Linked DNA regions of Gossypium hirsutum: region 1 is linked to region 2. Evidence: chromatin contacts called from public Hi-C data. All regions are on one chromosome and are shown on one strand. The core of a region is the stretch at or near the end of the contact, and the rest is flanking DNA. Distances in the headings are between cores, read along the strand shown. Region 1 holds the start of LOC107949913. Region 2 holds the start of LOC107949782.

What was found. A called contact is a pair of places that touch in the nucleus more often than the background predicts.
Region 1: a Hi-C map of leaf shows a contact between it and region 2, with 2.5 times the contacts expected there. The contact joins the promoter of LOC107949913 here to the promoter of LOC107949782 in region 2. A contact is called at or near these places in 17 of 34 Hi-C or Micro-C datasets (callus, cotyledon, fibers and 4 more).

Annotation. Positions count from the first base shown.
Region 1 is chrD03:39,266,836-39,270,725 of Gossypium_hirsutum_v2.1, reverse strand. LOC107949913 reads left to right here and starts at 2,589. Exons shown (of 3, transcript XM_016884675.1): 1 at 2,589-2,676; 2 at 2,957-3,135; 3 at 3,273-3,644. The coding sequence starts at 2,589. The coding sequence ends at 3,644. LOC107949912 reads left to right here. Exons shown (of 2, transcript XM_041090100.1): 2 at 1-1,045. The coding sequence ends at 709.
Region 2 is chrD03:39,101,852-39,105,771 of Gossypium_hirsutum_v2.1, reverse strand. LOC107949782 reads right to left here and starts at 2,445. Exons shown (of 2, transcript XM_016884537.2): 1 at 1,915-2,445. The coding sequence starts at 2,298. The coding sequence ends at 1,915.

The DNA.
Region 1 (3,890 bases), core at 1,340-3,839, 160 kb before region 2:
GTGTTTAGCTGTTAATGCTATCGGCAAAAGTGGTGGTCTTTTCATGATGTGGAAAGAAGGTACAAAGGTCGAGATAAAAAACTATTCTAACAACCATATTGATTCTCTAATTCACTTGGAAAATGATAAGGTCATATGTTTCACGAGATTTTATGGGAACGTTGATTCTAACAAGAGACAGAGTTCGTGGGATATGTTAAGGAAGATAGGAAAATCTGTTAAGGAAAAGTGGATCATTGAAGGAGATTTCAATGCGATTCTCAACTATATGGAAAAAGATAAGGGAATGAGGAAGCAAAAAACGTTAATTGATGACTTCCAAGTGATTGTGGATGAGCTTTCGTTTGATTTGGAAATGGACAAAGGGTGGTTCACATGGGTTAACAACAGAGAGGGAGATGCTTTGGTCAAGGAAAGACTTGATTGTTTTTTGATTTCTTCAAATGATGTGGCTTGTTTTCCGTTCATGGAAACCAAGGTGATCCGCCAATCCACTTTCGACCATGATGTTATTTTTTTACACACAGAGGGTCGAAAGCCGAAAGAGAGAACAAGAGATCCTAGGCTTAACTTTAGATACGATGTCTGCTGGGCCAAAGAGAATAAAACTAAGAATATTATTAAAAATGAGTGGCAGAATGGTGTTGTGGATATAATGGGGAAAATTGAGAAGGTGGGCCAAGACCTAGGTGTTTGGCAGTACAATTGATACAAAAAGATGCGCAATCAAATTGCTACATTACAGTCAAAAATCAATAGAATCATAGATAGCCCGGAAAGCACGTATGCCGGTAACAAGCTTAAGGCTATGAGGTTAAAGCTTGGAAAACTACTGGACAATAAAGAGAAGTATTGGGCCCAACATTCGAGAGTCACTTGGCATAAGAAGAGCGATAAACACACCCGGTTTTTCTATGTTAGAGTTACTAATAGAAAGAAAAAAAATAGCATTGATAGGCTGAATGACATGCATGGCCACTGGAAGGAAAATACCAAAGATATTTGCGATGCGGCCAGGGAGTATTTTCAAAAACTATTTGAGTCAAATTTACATAATAATGATGTGTTAAATCTTGACTATATTGAGAATTGTATTTCAAGGGAGATGAATGAAAGATAGATGAAAGATTTCACGAATATTGAAATTAAGAAAGCATTCAATCAAATGGACCCTAGGAAAGCCCCGGAAATTAATGGCCTGTCGGGGAACTTTTACAAAGAAAATTGGGATGTGGTGGGGGAGGATATTATTAAGCTATGCCATGAGATTTTTAGGGGCGATAGGAGTGTGGATAGGTTAAACGAGACTATTATTGTTCTTATTCCTAAAATGAAAGAACCTATTGATATGAATAATTTACGTTCGATTAGTCTTTGCAGGATGGTGTACAAAATTGTGGCCAAGGTGTTTGCTAATCGCTTGAAAGATACCCTGCTGAGATGCATTAGCCAAAAACAAAGCGCCTTTGTTCCCAGAAGAATGATTAATGGCAACATATCGATTGCCCATGAGTTTGTCCATTACCTTTAAAGTGCCAAAAACGGGCACAATAAGGGTTTCATGATCAAGCTCGATATGAGCAAAGAATATGATCAGGTAGAGTGGAAATTCATTGAAGAAGTTATGTACAAAATGGGATATGCCGATGCATGGGTGACAAAGATTATGAGTTACGTTCGTTCGGTCTACTACGTTGTTAAATGCAACTCAACCCTCTTTGAGACTATTATTCCAGAAAGGGGTCTTAGACAAGGGGATCCTCTCTCTCCCTACCTTTTTTTTATTTTGCATAGAAGCATTCTCTAAATTACTAATCCGAGCACAGAATGAAAATATGCTTAAAGGAATTTGGGCTAGTATTAATGGGCCGCATATAAATCACCTATTTTTTACCGATGACGCGCTCTTCTTCATTCGCAATAAAAAAAAGGATGTTGAGGAAATAGTCAATATTATTAATAAGTTTACTAATGTTTCGGGCCAAAATTTTAATAACAATAAATCTATGATTATATTTAACCCGAAAACTCCTTTGGCCCAAAGACATAATTTTTGCTCTATGCTCGATTTGTGTATGGTTGATACTCTCGATAGCTACTTGGGGTTACCTTTACCTATTAGTAGGAAAAAGTCAACAACTTTTACTAATGTTATTAATCGTTGCACTTGAAGGGTCAATTGCTAGTCAAAACGACTATTATCCTATGGTGGGAAAGAAGTGTTCCTTAACGCCATTCTCCAATCTATTCCAATATATGCGTTCTCTGTTTTTCTCGCCCATATAGGAATCATTAAGGAGCTCCATTCAAAAATGGGCCGAGTGTGGTAGACTAACAACGAGAAGACCTGTGGTTGGGCCATGATGGCCTGGGATCGTTTATGTTATCCAAAAGGGATTGGCGGCATGGGCTTTCGGGATATGCACCTGTTCAACTTGGCTCTTTTAGGAAGACAAGTGTGGAGGCTCATAAACTTCAAGGACACTTTATGTTTTAAGGTGTTGAGTGCTAAATATTTTCCTAAAGGGGACGTTTTCAGGCCAAAGCTCTGTAATAAACTGTCGTTCACCTGGACAAGCATTACTAAAATGGCAGATGCATTAAAAGATGGCTTTATTTGGCAAGTGGGGGATGGTAACACGATCGACATTCAGTGGGACCATTGGGGTATTGAAGGTCTTAATGGAAACTCAATTTGTTGGCCACTCTTGACAAACGACGAGAGAAAAGTTAATAACTTGTGGGACTAGGATCAAAAGCGGTGGAAAAGGGATAGGGTCATCGAGCTATATGGCAGAGAGATGGGGGATTGTATTTGTAATTTACCCATTTCTCCTAATGGTTTTAAAGATAGCAGAACGTGGCTACAAAACCCTCATGGGGTTTATACGGTGAAGTGGCCTACTCCTGGTTATCTCTAAAGCGAATTGGTTTTGGCCCCCATAAACTTTTCTAGAGAATTATCTGGAAACTCAAAATGCTTCCCAAGATCAAGTTTTCAGTTGGAGAATCGGCCATGATATTTTACCCACCTACATTAACATTGCTCGTATCCGTCAGAACTTCTCTACAACCTGCCCGAGATGTAAAAATAGTGACGAGACGCTTCTCCATACCCTGAAAGAGTGCTCGAAGGTTCGTGAAACTCTCATAATCGGGGTTTAAATAATAGGCTTCTCGATGGAAACTATGATAGATGCATTGACTGATTGGAAGATATTCTGCAAGAGCTTGACTACAACGCTGTTGCTGACTTCTTTACTCTCCTCTAGAACTACTGGAACAACAGAAGTAAGATGGTCTTCCAGGGCAAGGATGATCCTGCTATGGTGGTTTGGGATAGGGCGCAAACCCTCAGCAAAGATTTTAGAATTTTTAATTTAAACGAACCCTCTATGATTCCCCCTACTCCGGTGTGTAAAGGCTGGAAGAAACCACTAAATGATTTTATTAAAATCAACGTGTATGCCGTAGTTTTAAATGGGTATGTCGGTTATGGGGATATTACGAGAGATACAAATGGTTTCGTTCTTGCCGGGTGCTATGGTTTTGCAATTAAGGCATGCAATTTGGGCGAAGTTGGAAGCGTTGACTATGGGTTTGAATCTGGCTTCAACTTTAATAAACACGGTCAAAAAACGTGATCAAGATGTTACCATTCTGGGCCGTTGTGTGAAAAAGGAATGCATGGCCCTTAGGAATTTTGAGTTAGTCCATTTTAATTGGATTGATCGTAGCAATAATGAAGCTGCTGATTTACTTTGTAAGCTTGCTTTTAAGAACAAATGTAATTTGTTTTTTAATTTGGATTATCCTTCGGAAATCCACAATGTTATCATTCGTGACGCAATAAAATGAGGTTGACTTTTGGGTCGTTTTTTATCAAAAAA
Region 2 (3,920 bases), core at 1,196-3,695:
TAAGTATAAGATACAATCTCACTGAGATTACTGGTGCAAGGAATTATATATGGATTACAGATTAATATAACATGTAAGCCTTTTCCAACTATTGGAAGGTCAGCTATACAGACCATATAGCAATACTACACTATTTTATCCTTTGAGACTGAATTATCGGTAAAGCTAAGAAAAAGTGAGGTCCTTTCTTGTAGGTTCAAATATGAATCGAACTTGAAACAAAACAAACATACAAAACAATTCAAGAAATCAGGTGATAAAAAAATAGTGCATTTAAATATCTTGAACCCTCGTACTTATAATTTATAACCAGCATTGAAGAATGGAAGGAATTTCTAGAATGTAACCATGCCCTTATAGTATATGGATGGTATAAAATCCAAGATATGTACAAGCATCCTCCACCCAAAGATAGTAGAAATGCTCCACTGCAGTTTACTTTGCATTGCAAATAGAGAGAGAGCAACTTTATAGATCCAATCTCTATGGAATACAAATAACAAGAACATGCAGGAGGATCTAACCTTTTCTGCTAGCACCAGAAGTTCAGAAATGAAACTTGGCCTTAGAAAATAACAAGGCTATCACAACATTCAGTATTGTCAACACCAAAAACTAATACTCGATGTACTCTGCCAGCAAATGCAGGCATGCTGGTCTTATTATCTTACCCTAAAAAAGGAGGTCAGGATAGCTGCCTCCAAACAATTCTAGAACAAGGTTTTTAGTGGAATGCTATGGGAATTTAAAGCTCGTAGCACTTAGTGCATCGGTGAAGGTGTTTCCACAAAGTTTGATAGGGTACTAAATTGGTTTGTATTCTTTTCTTTTTAAATAAATGAAAATAACTCAAAAATGTACCAAGGATAAGCCAACCACATACAAAGCTAATTCTTATACACAACAAAAGGCTGTTTTACAATTTAGATGAGTTAGAAGCTAAAGATAAAAGCACTTTTAGAAAGGCAATGTGCTTATAAAGTAGGATCGTTGTTTCTTGCACTTCCTTTGAGGTTTAGCGCGATAAAAGAATCAAAATGTTTAAAGAGTTAAATCGTTATTTTTCTTTCACAAAAAAGAGACAGAAGAGTGGATATTTTGTCATGCATTACCACATTATTTCTAACTACCTTTTAATCCAATCCGGTTGCTATGAATTTGATGTTGCTATGCCATAATCCCAATTTTCTATACGTAGAAATCCATTGTCAAAAACAAGTAGGGCATCACAATACATTTTTACAAGTTCTCATAGAAAGTATAGTGCATTGTCATCAAACTAAACATCTGTGTACCAATATTTAAATCTTATGATAACCCTAATACGACCCAAAACAGAACTTTCATAAGCCCGACACAATAGGGGAACCCTCAAGACCGCATAATTCAGAATGCTAAAGGCATCCTCAATCTTGAGCACCAAATCCATCTGTCACAAACTCGGTATCCGCTTGAACCACCCAATCTCATCAAAAAAATTAAAAATCAGTATCTCCAATCTCGCCAATAAACATTGCTCAAAACTTTTAACTCTCAAACCTAAAATAAGTAGTCAAAAAGGCATTATATCAACCCAAAATCGAAAAACAATTAATAATCTTAAGTGTCATCTAGTTCCAATGACTCCACTTCTGCATAATTCATACATTAACTCAAATCAAGCCTCAATCAGATTCCCCCGGAATCCCAGTTTCTGAAAATCCCAAATCATACACACTACATTTACATAGAAATAGTGAAAAACTGATCATTACCCACATCTCAAAACAGAAAATTAACCAAAACCCAAATCTTCAAAGCATCAAATTCATCAAGATAGGGAGAAAAGAACAATACCCAAAGCTCAAAACATCAAAAATAGCTAAATGAAATCTCATTTAAAGAAACAGCAATAAAAAATTTCCGAAATCTGACCTATTTCTGGTAGCCTCCCCCAACTGCATTCTCATCCTCTTCAACTTTAGCAGTCAAGTAGACCTTTGGAAAATCGTTGACATCAAAGGTTTTCTCTTTCATCATCTTCACCACGTCATCTTTCTTCAAGATGGTACGGCGGATCGGAGGGCGGTTCCTGCGTTGATCGCGGCTGTAGTATTTGATGTCGAAGACGGTTTCAGGGTCGGAGGTAGGGACGATGGGCTTTTGCAAAGTGGTGGCAGGGCAGCGAACACGATACTCCGTGGCTTTGGGCACCGCGTTTTTGTACTCTGGGTCGGCGCAGGGTCCAGTTATCTCCCATGGCTTCTTGATGTAGCGTCTCAGGCTTTGGAAGAGGGAGCTGCTTGCTTTGGAGGCCATTGTTAATTGAAAACCCACCACAGAAATTGAGAGAGGGACTCGATCTGGTGAAAGTGTCCAGGGTCGAGACTGCTCCAGGCCTTATTCGGTTTTACCAAAAGAAAATCGATTTTTTACAAAAATTAGTAAATTTTCTTTTTATCACGATCACCTAATTATTATTAAATTCAATTTACTAGTCCAACTTGTTAACATTTTTGTTGTTAAGTGAAAATATTTTAAACACCTTTCTAATATATACAAAAAAATATCTATTTCAACTTGATAAATTGAGATAAGTATGTTTAAAAAAAATATTGACGACACTATTTTAACTGAAATAATTTAAGATAAAAACAAATATTATAGAAGGACCAGAATTAAATTATGTCTAGATCTTAAATCTTAAATTTAAACATAGTCCTAACACAATCATTTATTTTTTAAATTTAAAAATAAAGGAACTAAAATTTTAAAAATAAAATTGCATGACTAAACCTTGCATATATTAGTATATGGATTTGAAATATTTGATAAAAAATAAGTAACTTAATACGAAGGTTAAGGGATGCATATATATATATAAAAGGAAATCTCTTTAAGGCCTTCCCAGGTGTCTTTTTTTCTTTTGCACTTATAATAAAATGGTCGTATTTTAGTTTTGAGAGTCAACTCAGAAATTCAATACTCATGAGTGCCAAAGTTACATGCGAAACTTGTCGAGCACCAATCGAAGCTGAGATAAAAGGTCGGCACCCATACGGGCTGACTATTTTACATATTTACACATATTTTAATAATTTGTATTTTTATGACCTTTGGCATGACATGTAACACAATAAATTTACATTTAAATTATTTCCTTTTATTTTATACATAAATAGGGCTAAATGATCGATAAATGACTTATAAGATGTAGTAAAATAAATATTTAAAAAAAGAAGACATGTGACAATTTTTTAATACTGCTTGTAGAAAAAAGGTACACCGCTAATGTACGAAATAATAATCCTTTTAAAAATTCTATCTATATATTTAAATTATGAGAAAATATTTGATACATTAGAGTTGACAAGCACATGCTAATATACTGTTTTGTGTTTCAAGATAATGCTTGGAGTACGAAGGATATTATCAGGATCTCTTACAGTTGGGCAAGACAGTATGTTATCGCTTCAAAATCACCCTTACAAAAATCTCGTCCTTTCGTTGCTACTTCTCCTTTGGTTTGTGATTCAGTGTGCTTAAACACTGACGGGTTGGTCAGAGTCGAGGGTGACTTCGCTTCAGCTGGGGGCTTGTATAGGACTCGAATAGGGCTTGGATGTTTGGGTTTTACAGATATTTTGGTTGTTTTTCTGTTTTGGATGCTGAACTGTGGGCCATTTTGGATGGATTACATCTCACGTTGGATAGGGGATTTAACCATATTTTAATTCAAACAGATAGTCTCGAAGCTATACTCGCCATTCAAGAAGAACCTGTAGGAGGTCACAAATCAACTTTAATTAGAAGAATTCAACAACTCTTGTTATAAGCGCATCATTGGCGCATTCAACATGTTCCTAGGAAAGAAAACAAAAACGTGGATGCTTTAGCCAAAATAGTTCGCGATAAAATACTCAGTGTGCGCATTTTGAATA